Regions from separate parts of the Mus musculus genome. Here all the other regions are linked to region 1. Evidence: chromatin contacts called from public promoter capture Hi-C data. All regions are on one chromosome and are shown on one strand. The core of a region is the stretch at or near the end of the contact, and the rest is flanking DNA. Distances in the headings are between cores, read along the strand shown. Region 1 holds the start of Plaat5 (phospholipase A and acyltransferase 5). Region 2 has its middle 24 kb from the start of Slc22a8. Region 3 has its middle 93 kb from the start of Slc22a30.

Region 1 (2,776 bases), core at 155-2,654:
CACTGACTGCTCTTCCAAAGGTCCTGAGTTCAAATCCCAGCAACCACATGGTGGCTCAAAACCACCCGTAAAGAGATCTGACTCCCTCTTCTGGAGTGTCTGAAGACAGCTACAGTGCACTTACATATAATAAATAAATAAATCTTTAAAAAAAAAATGAAGCTTCAATCATGAAAAAACCCCAAGGTATTAGGTTTGCAAAAGGGGGTTTGGAAAAATAGTTAAAAGGTAAGAGGATATCAATGGCTAGAGAAAGTATTTTATTCAACCGCAAAGAAGGACTTTTCATTGTTTGTAGGAACATGGAAGGAAAGGGGGATCATGTTTATCAAACTATGCCAGACTCAGAAAGACAAGTAGCATGCATGCTGTCATGCGTGGACTTTGGGAATAATAATTGTAAGGCCAGGAATGTCTGAGGGGGGCTGTGAAGGATGTGGAGAGAAATTGAGGTGAGATGATTTTGAGGGAAGGAGACTTGAATAGTGAAGTTGACCAAAGCACATCAAACACATAAATGGAAAGTACATGACTTTGTAGAGTGCAAGTTTGCGTGGATAGAGTCACTGTATGTACGCAGTCCTGAGACTGAAAATGGGGATCCCTTGAGCTCAGGAGTTCAAGGCCTGCCTGCCCAGCAGAGCGAGGTCCCATAGTAAAAAACTAAGGAAAAGACAAAGGACACATTAGACTGTGGAGACAAAGGACACATTAGACTCAGGGAGGAGGGAGAAGATGGATGGAAAGCAGGGGACGTAGGTGGGGCTTGTGTACTGGGTGTGTTCCCATCTTTGTGTAAACATTGTATATTTATTTGGCTTTCATTTCAAAAAGATTTATTTAATGTGCATATGTGTTGTCCACATATGTCTGTATACCATGTGCACGCCTAGAGCTAGTGGAGGCCAGAAGAGGGCGTCAGATTCTCTGGAACTGGGTTTATAGACCTTTGTGAGTCGCCAGGTGAGCGCTGGAAGCCTAGTCTGAGTTCTCTGCAAGAGCAACAGATGCTCTGAACCCTAGCCATCACTCCAGCTCCCGTGTTTCGCTTTTGTGTCTCATGCTAGCGGAGGCTTGCCTGGATGTCACTGTGTAGAGAAATTGAAATTCCCAGCCTTTATAATCCGGTCTCAAAGCCCTCGGTGTGTTTGGTTAGTCAGTAACTCTCGACTTCTCCAGCGGCCTCAGGTGCTGCCTCTGGGACTTTGGGACCGCGTCTTTGCGTGACTCATGAATGACCTAACTCCTGCGTGGAGCGCCTGCCTTTCCGTTGAGTTGCTGGGGCGCCTTCCTCCGCGCCAGTGTCTACGCATACGCTTACTGCACAGTTGCAGCGGCCCACACCCCACCCGCTCCCGCGCGCGCCCTCATTCCGCGCGTCCCGCCCCACGCGCTCTCGCCGCCGTTTGACACGCGCTCCCTGGAGGCGACGCCCCACCTCTCTCACCTCCGTTCCAGCCCCGCTGGCCCCAGTGCCCATGATCCCGGGGCTAGGCGGACCCTGGTCCGCACCTCCCTGCAGGCGCGTTGTCCCTGCTGGCCCCAGCGGGATGGGCCTGAGCCCAGCAGCCAGCGGGGAGTTCGGGATCCGCCTTTCCAGGGTCCCATGGCCACGCCCCACGCAGATCTCGAAGACCTCAAGTACAGAGTCAAGTGACACCCAATCTGCAACTGGACAGTCAACTGTACCCCACTCAGGTCTGCCCCAGGAGTCCCAGGAGTAGGGTCTCTCCCTCGAGATCTTTGAGGGTAATTCCCAGCGGTTGGCCCCTGCCAGAAATGGTTTGGCAGTTGCTTGCGTCTAGACAGCCCCCATACAAATTTTATGGAGGGCAAAGCAGGAACCGACACAGTTCTAATTCTTATTTTATACACACACACACACACACACACACACACACACACACACACACAGATATAATTTTTTTTTGAGACAGGGTTTTGCTATGTAGCCCTGGCTGGCCGCAAACTCTTACTATGTAGATCAGGTTGGCCTGGAACTCACAGAAATGCGTCTGCCTCTCTGCCTTCAGAGTGGTGGGATTAGAGGCATTCACCACCACACCTGGCTTTAGACACCATTCTAAATCAGAACATGCAGCCCACTTTTGACTCGAGTTGGTCTTTCATGGGGCTCCCTCCTTCCCCCATAGAAGGCAGCTGTGTATTAAATCACACCCCTTCCCTCCTGAACTAGACTCAGCGAGTTCTCAAGCGCTGTTGGTCCAGTTCTTGCCGAAGCAACTCAAGCAAGACCGCCGATTAGAACAGGCCCGAAGCTTTCAGCAGGGGTAAGAGTCTTACTATGAGGACTGGGGCTTTGGGTACCAGAAGCATTTTTGAAGATCTTATTTAGATGCTAGTTCTGCAGAACACCATACCCACCCCCTAACCTGCCTCCTCCAGATGGTTTCTGCCAAGGACAAACTAGTGAGTAGCGCCTGCTGGGTAAGATTGAACTAGGCTGCAGACCTGATGACTGTTGGCGTATCTTGTGGAAGTTTTTACCCACAAGACCACTCTCCAGACTCATCAAAGTTGAGTGAGTTTGTAGGAGTACAAACCAGTGAAAAATTTAGGAGGTTTGTGCCTGGGCATTAGGTTGGGGCAAGGAGAGGAGGTTTGAGGCGTTTTGCATTTTATTATACTCTATTATGTACCGTCTTCTCTCCTTTTAAGATCAGTGTGTATCACTCACTGATAGAGATTTGAAAAGAATAATGTGCAAATTAGAAAATAATCAGAAAGCTCTGACCAGAGGGGGAAGGGAGAATGA
Region 2 (2,776 bases), core at 195-2,694, 960 kb after region 1:
GGCTGGGTCATCCTCAGGCCTCCAAGAACACAGACCTAAATGTGACCAGCTGGCCCCCAGTCTCCATTCACTGCCTGAGGTAAATGCTCAGATCAGTGGAACCTTCTGGACTCAAACCCATGGAATGTCCAACAAGATTTCCAGAAAAAGTCATTGCTACATCTTTCCGGGGTGTTACAGAAATGTGCTGGCACATACGTTAATAATTTAATAATACTAATTAATTTAATATTAAATTTAATATAACATTTAATAATTTAATAATAAGCACAGCTGTCATGGAGTTCATACCATGGTCATTCTCAATAATTTTAAAACATCTCACTGCCAGACAGTAGTGGCACATGCCTTTAGTCTCAGCACTTGAGAGGCAGAGGCAGACGGATCTCTATAAGTTCAAGGCCAGCCTGGTCTAGAAAGCAACTTCCAAGACAGCCAAGCCTACACAGGAGAGAGAGAGGCAGAAGTGGGCAGATCTCTATGTGTGTGAGGCCAACCTAATCCTCATAGCAGGTTTCAGGTGAGCCAGACCCTGTGTCAAAAAAAAACAAAACAAAACAAAACAAAACAAACAAACAAAAAAACAAAAAAAAATTTTTGTGTGTGCCAGGCAGTGGTGACCCACACCTTTAATCCCAGCACTTGGGAGGCAGAGGCAGGCAGATTTCTGAGTTCGAGGCCAGCCTGGTCTACAAAGTGAGTTCCAGGACAGCCAGGACTACACAGAGAAAAACCACCCTGTCTTGAAAAACCAAACAAAAAAAAAAAAAAGAAAAGAAAAGAAAAGAAAAAAAACAAAAAAAAATATTTTTGTGTGTCTATAATCCCCAAGGACTGGAGAGGCCGGGTAAAAGGATCACCAGTTTAAGAACAGCATGAGTTACGTAGTGAAAGTTAAAATACGGAGAGAGGAAAAAAGAAAGGGGAGGGAAGGGGAGAAAGAGGGAGAAGGAGAGGGAGATAGGGAAAGGGAGAGAGGGGAGAAGGAGAGAGGAGGAGGGGAAAAGAGGGGAGAGGGAGAGGGAGAGGGAGAGGGAGGAGAAACACGCGAAACAAGAATAGGAAGAAAAAAAAAAAAAAAATACTGATTCTCCCTGCAATATCCAGAAGAACCAACACCCCTCACATACCCAACCTAACCACAGCCCTTCATCTGAAAGGAAGGGTCCTTAGCAGTATCGGTAATACTGTAACAGACATTCAGGAAATACTATTTACAAAGGAGTCTTGTCCCACACATATAGCTTTTCCACTCTGCTGATCAAGCTCCCTGTATTTGTTGTCACCTGACTTTCTTCCCAGGTGCAGCTATCCCAGGGCTGCGACCCCTTCGGTTCATTTAATCAGTTAGAGAAGCCACAATTCCATACTTCCACACGATGTCACTGTCGAGCTAGTCTGGCGGGGCTGCGGGGGTGAAGGTGGGGGGCACCTAGCCGCTGCTGGGCACAAAATTTGCGCTCTGGCCCTCCTCAGCGTCCAGTACAATGCAAGAAGCTGTCCTCTCTCGCGCTCCCCTGAACCCTACACACCGATACAGAGATTGGGCAGAAGCGGGGACGAGGGGAGTGAGGCTGGCTGGCTATGCAGCCTCTTGAACTACTTGCTTCTCCTGAACTACCCAGAGAGTCAACCTCAGTCTGTTAATTCCTCGCCTCAACTTTTGTCCCAGAGGGAACACCTCCCATCTCTTTCTGAGGAAGGCTGACCTGCTGGTCGAAGGGTGGCCGGCCCTTCCCTGGAGACCACATTAGACACAGGGGCCCATGGGACCTTAGCGGGTCTTGAAGGAAACGTCATGCCATTTCTTTCTACAGAAAAGATGACACAAAAATATGCATCTCTGGAAGGTGCACACACCACTTACCGGGGAAATACAAGTTAAAGGGGCAATCTCCTGGCAACCCAGAAAGCCTCCTGCAAAAGTGGAAGGAAGGGAAATCCCAAATAACTACTAAAGCAGAATGTAACATTCAGCAAGCTACCAAGAGACTGCAAAGAGAAAAAAACTCTCCCCATTTATTGTAGCCAAGCAGAAAGTGCCCCCATTCGAAACACTGTAGATGGAAGGGTGGATGGGTGGATGATGGACAGATGGACAGATAACAAAGAAAACCCTGACTTCACAGAAAGTCTATCCAAGTCTGGTAATTGTACTGGCCACCTATGTTTAATGCCCTTATTCAGATGAAAACCCCCTTTTCCCTGTGAATAAGACCAAAAGTAGGTAGGAAGGTAATCTGGAGCAAGGCCCAACTGAGGTTAGGCTAGGACACTGGCAGAAACTGGGTCATAGGGCACTGAAGTCCTTGCTGGTTAAATTTCAAAGAGATGCTTCAGGAGGTCTTGTGAAAACACTTTAGGGGAGGAAAACTGGAAGAAGGACTTAGTTTGCTTCTGAAAGGATTTACAACCATTAGCAAGAGGCAGGTGAGTCTCTGAAATACCAGACTCTACTCTAAGAGGGAGCTGGGGAAAGCTTTTGGCTTCTTCTCAACAGAGACAACTAAACTGTTTTCTCTCCTTAAGTTGGTTTGGGACTGCCCCCACACAGCCTTCCCCTCCCCTTTCCTGGAGGACCAGGAGCATGAGAGGACAAAGGTGAACTCGGGAGGAACCACACCAACCATAGCACCACTGCTCCCTGGAAATCTGTCCCCGATTAAGCTAGGCCTTTGTCAAGCTGGCTGGAACATGCTGGAGGAGAAACAAATATTTAGATATTGGTCAAGAGTGGTTTCTGTTTTCACTCAGCTTTTTCTTAAAGTTTTCAAAA
Region 3 (2,776 bases), core at 109-2,608, 890 kb after region 1:
GCTTTTTAAACCTTATGGGACATAAAACATTAGAGACCATGTAATCTGACTTAGAAAGATTAGTCACAAGAAAGAGTTATAGTGATTCTTCTCCCTCCCTCATTGTGACCAGTTATTCTAACTCAATCTTGGACTGGTCTAGTAATAATTCCAGTATTAGAGAATCCTAGGGAAGATAGCTAAAATCTTAATTACCTAGCAAAGTTAATTTGGAGCACAGCCTCCACTCCCAGAGAAGCTGCAGCCTTTCTGCAATTCTCAAAGTCACCTCCCCCACACCAGGAGGTCTAAGTCTAAGCCTGATCGTTGCTAATTTGCAATTGAAGGGTGTACCTGTACTTTCCCAAAGAAGCTTTTGTACTGTTGCTTTTCACTGTCTTGACTTTGTTTTTCAAGTAGGTCAGTCAACACCCTTCAGCCTGACTGCAGCAAGTGTGCATCCTTGCCTCCAACAGCACAGGTGGCAGTTATTAATCTTCACCAAGAAGCATTCTAAGTACATATTGTGGCTTTGGTCTGAATTGGAAATAAGGTTTGCTATGAGGGCCGGACAGTCTAAGACGGGCACCCAGTTGGAATCATATCAATCTAGACAGAGGTACATGCCAAGAGGCTGTGGTTTATTAATAATACACCACAGAGCCATGTAAAAGATTGGAGGCAAAGGTTAATTTCTTAGAAGTAGTAGTCTTAACAATAGGGCAGGACATATCATATATTAAGGCTAGAAAGGCAGAAATTTCAGATATTAGCAATAGTCACTTGGACACTTGGAACATTGATGAATTGGCCAGAGATTTAAAAAATAACCTAAGTGCATTGAATCCTCTGGATTGGGTTCAATATATATTCCTACTTGCTATTATTATTGGCACTATTTTATTAGTAAATCGTTGTGTTTACACTCATCTTTAGAGCACTCCTGAGACCTGTAGCTACGATGAGGCGGGACTTTCTGGAACTTCGGCAGAAATATATTAAGAAAGGGGGAGTATGCTATGCACACTCCAGTGAAGTTTGTTTCACAGGCCGAGAGGCCTGGGAGCACTCACGAGGCAAAGAGTTTCACAGAAACTCACCTCCTGGAACTTTGCGTTCTCATAACCTGTATATTCTTACCCTATCCCTGTGTTAGTCTAGTGTATGGATCCATGTGCTCTCTTTTAGTATTATCTTATTATAAGTGCCTTTTAAAATTGAATTCTGACATAACTAAGCCTTCGCCAATGTTCCAACGTCCTAGAAAGACCTTGAAGCTGACAAACTTGGAATTCAGTAGGAATTCAGTAAGGAAGTTACCTATTCAGTAACTAATTAAGCATTACAAAGGACCAAGCAGGAATAGCTCAGGGCTAGTCTGCAGAGTGTTTACTTGAGGCTGTAACCAGTCTTACCCAAACACAATGGCCTAATGAATAGGTGGGTTTACCATGAAAAAAGTTAGGGAATCCCACTGAGACAGGTTTCTTCACTAGGCCCAAAGAAATCAGGCAGAACTATAGAGCATAAATGAATTTTATGCCTCCATCCAGCTTTTTTTTTTTAATATTAATAACAGGGAGGAAATTGTAACCTCCCCCAAACCTGAAGCAGGCTGAGTCAGACCTTGACCTTTTCTGCCACTAAGGAGATTACCTAAGATGGAGGCTTCCTAGATCATTCTATTGTTCAGCCACTGTCCTGTTCCTCTTCAAGATACTGCTACCTGGCTCTGAGGCGGCACCATTTTCGACTCCAGACAACCGGCCACCTTCCTGGTCAGAGCACAGGTGTCCACCCGAGAGGCTTCTGCCTCAGCTTCCACGGGAGCCACCTTGGTTCCAGGACTCCGCAGCGGGCAGCCTGCAGGTGGGAGTGTGGAACACAGAGGCCAGCAGCTCCTGGGACAGGCGAGAGCCACAGAGCATCTGAGGCAGCGCCATTTCCGGCTCCAAACAACCGACCACCTTCCTGGTGAGAGCACAGGGGTCCGCCCGGCCCGAGAGGCTTCTTTCTGCCTCACGTTCTGCGGGGGCCACCTTGGTTCCCGGACTCCGCAGCGGGTGGTCTGCAGGTGAGAGTGTGGAACACAGAGGCCAGCAGCTTCTGGAATGGGCGAGAACCACAGAGCCTCTGAAGCGGTGCCATTTTCGGCTCCAGGCAACCTGGCACCTTCCTGGTAAGAGCACAGGTGTCCACCGGGCCCGAGAGGCTTCTACCTCACGTCCCGCGGGGGCCACCTTGGTTCCCGGACTCTGCGGCGGGCAGTCTGCAGGCCAAAGAAACACAGCTTCTGGGAAAGATCCTGTTTTGGGCCTTCATCTTCGGCCAGGAGGAGGTCCAAACACCAGATAACTGTGCACCTCCCTGAAAGAGGAGACCTTGCCTGCAGAGACTGTTCTGACCACTGAAACTCAGGGAAGAGAGCTAGTCTCCCTGGTCTGCTGATGTAGGGTAACAAAATCACCACAGGAACAATCTCTAAACAGAGACAACTATAACAACTAACTCCAGAGATTACCAGAGGGCGAAAGGTAAACGTAAGAATCTTACTAACAGAAACCAGGACCACTCACCATCATCAGAATCCAGCACTCCCACTTCACCCAGTCCAGGGCACCCCAACACACCTGGAAAGCTAGACCTGGATTTAAAAGCATATCTCATGATGATGGTAGAGGACATCAAGAAGGACTTAAATAACTCACTTAAAGAAATACAGGAGAACACTGCTAAACAAGTAGAAGACATTAAAGATGAAACACAAAAATCCCTTAAAGAATTGCAGGAGAACATA

Evidence for each region. Promoter capture Hi-C pulls out the DNA fragments that hold promoters and counts their contacts.
Region 2: a promoter capture Hi-C map of hippocampal neurons shows a contact between it and region 1, with 4 times the contacts expected there. A contact is called at or near these places in 16 of 39 promoter capture datasets (the 3T3-L1 cell line, the C10 cell line, HPC-7-derived erythroid cells and 9 more), 2 of 130 datasets of targeted methods (embryonic stem cells and neural tube) and 3 of 9 other capture datasets (embryonic stem cells, liver and macrophages).
Region 3: a contact with region 1 is called in a promoter capture Hi-C map of embryonic stem cells, with 4 times the contacts expected there. A contact is called at or near these places in 7 of 39 promoter capture datasets (the HPC-7 cell line, cranial neural crest, embryonic stem cells and 2 more) and 1 of 9 other capture datasets (embryonic stem cells).

The regions. Positions count from the first base shown.
Region 1 is chr19:7,611,133-7,613,908 of GRCm38.p6, forward strand. It overlaps Plaat5 (phospholipase A and acyltransferase 5), which reads left to right and starts at 1,405. Exons shown (of 6, transcript NM_025731.3): 1 at 1,405-1,698; 2 at 2,198-2,291. The coding sequence starts at 1,551.
Region 2 is chr19:8,568,252-8,571,027 of GRCm38.p6, forward strand. No RefSeq gene overlaps it. Among named protein-coding and RNA genes, the nearest start is that of Slc22a8, 24 kb to the right of the region's middle.
Region 3 is chr19:8,496,388-8,499,163 of GRCm38.p6, forward strand. No RefSeq gene overlaps it. Among named protein-coding and RNA genes, the nearest start is that of Slc22a30, 93 kb to the left of the region's middle.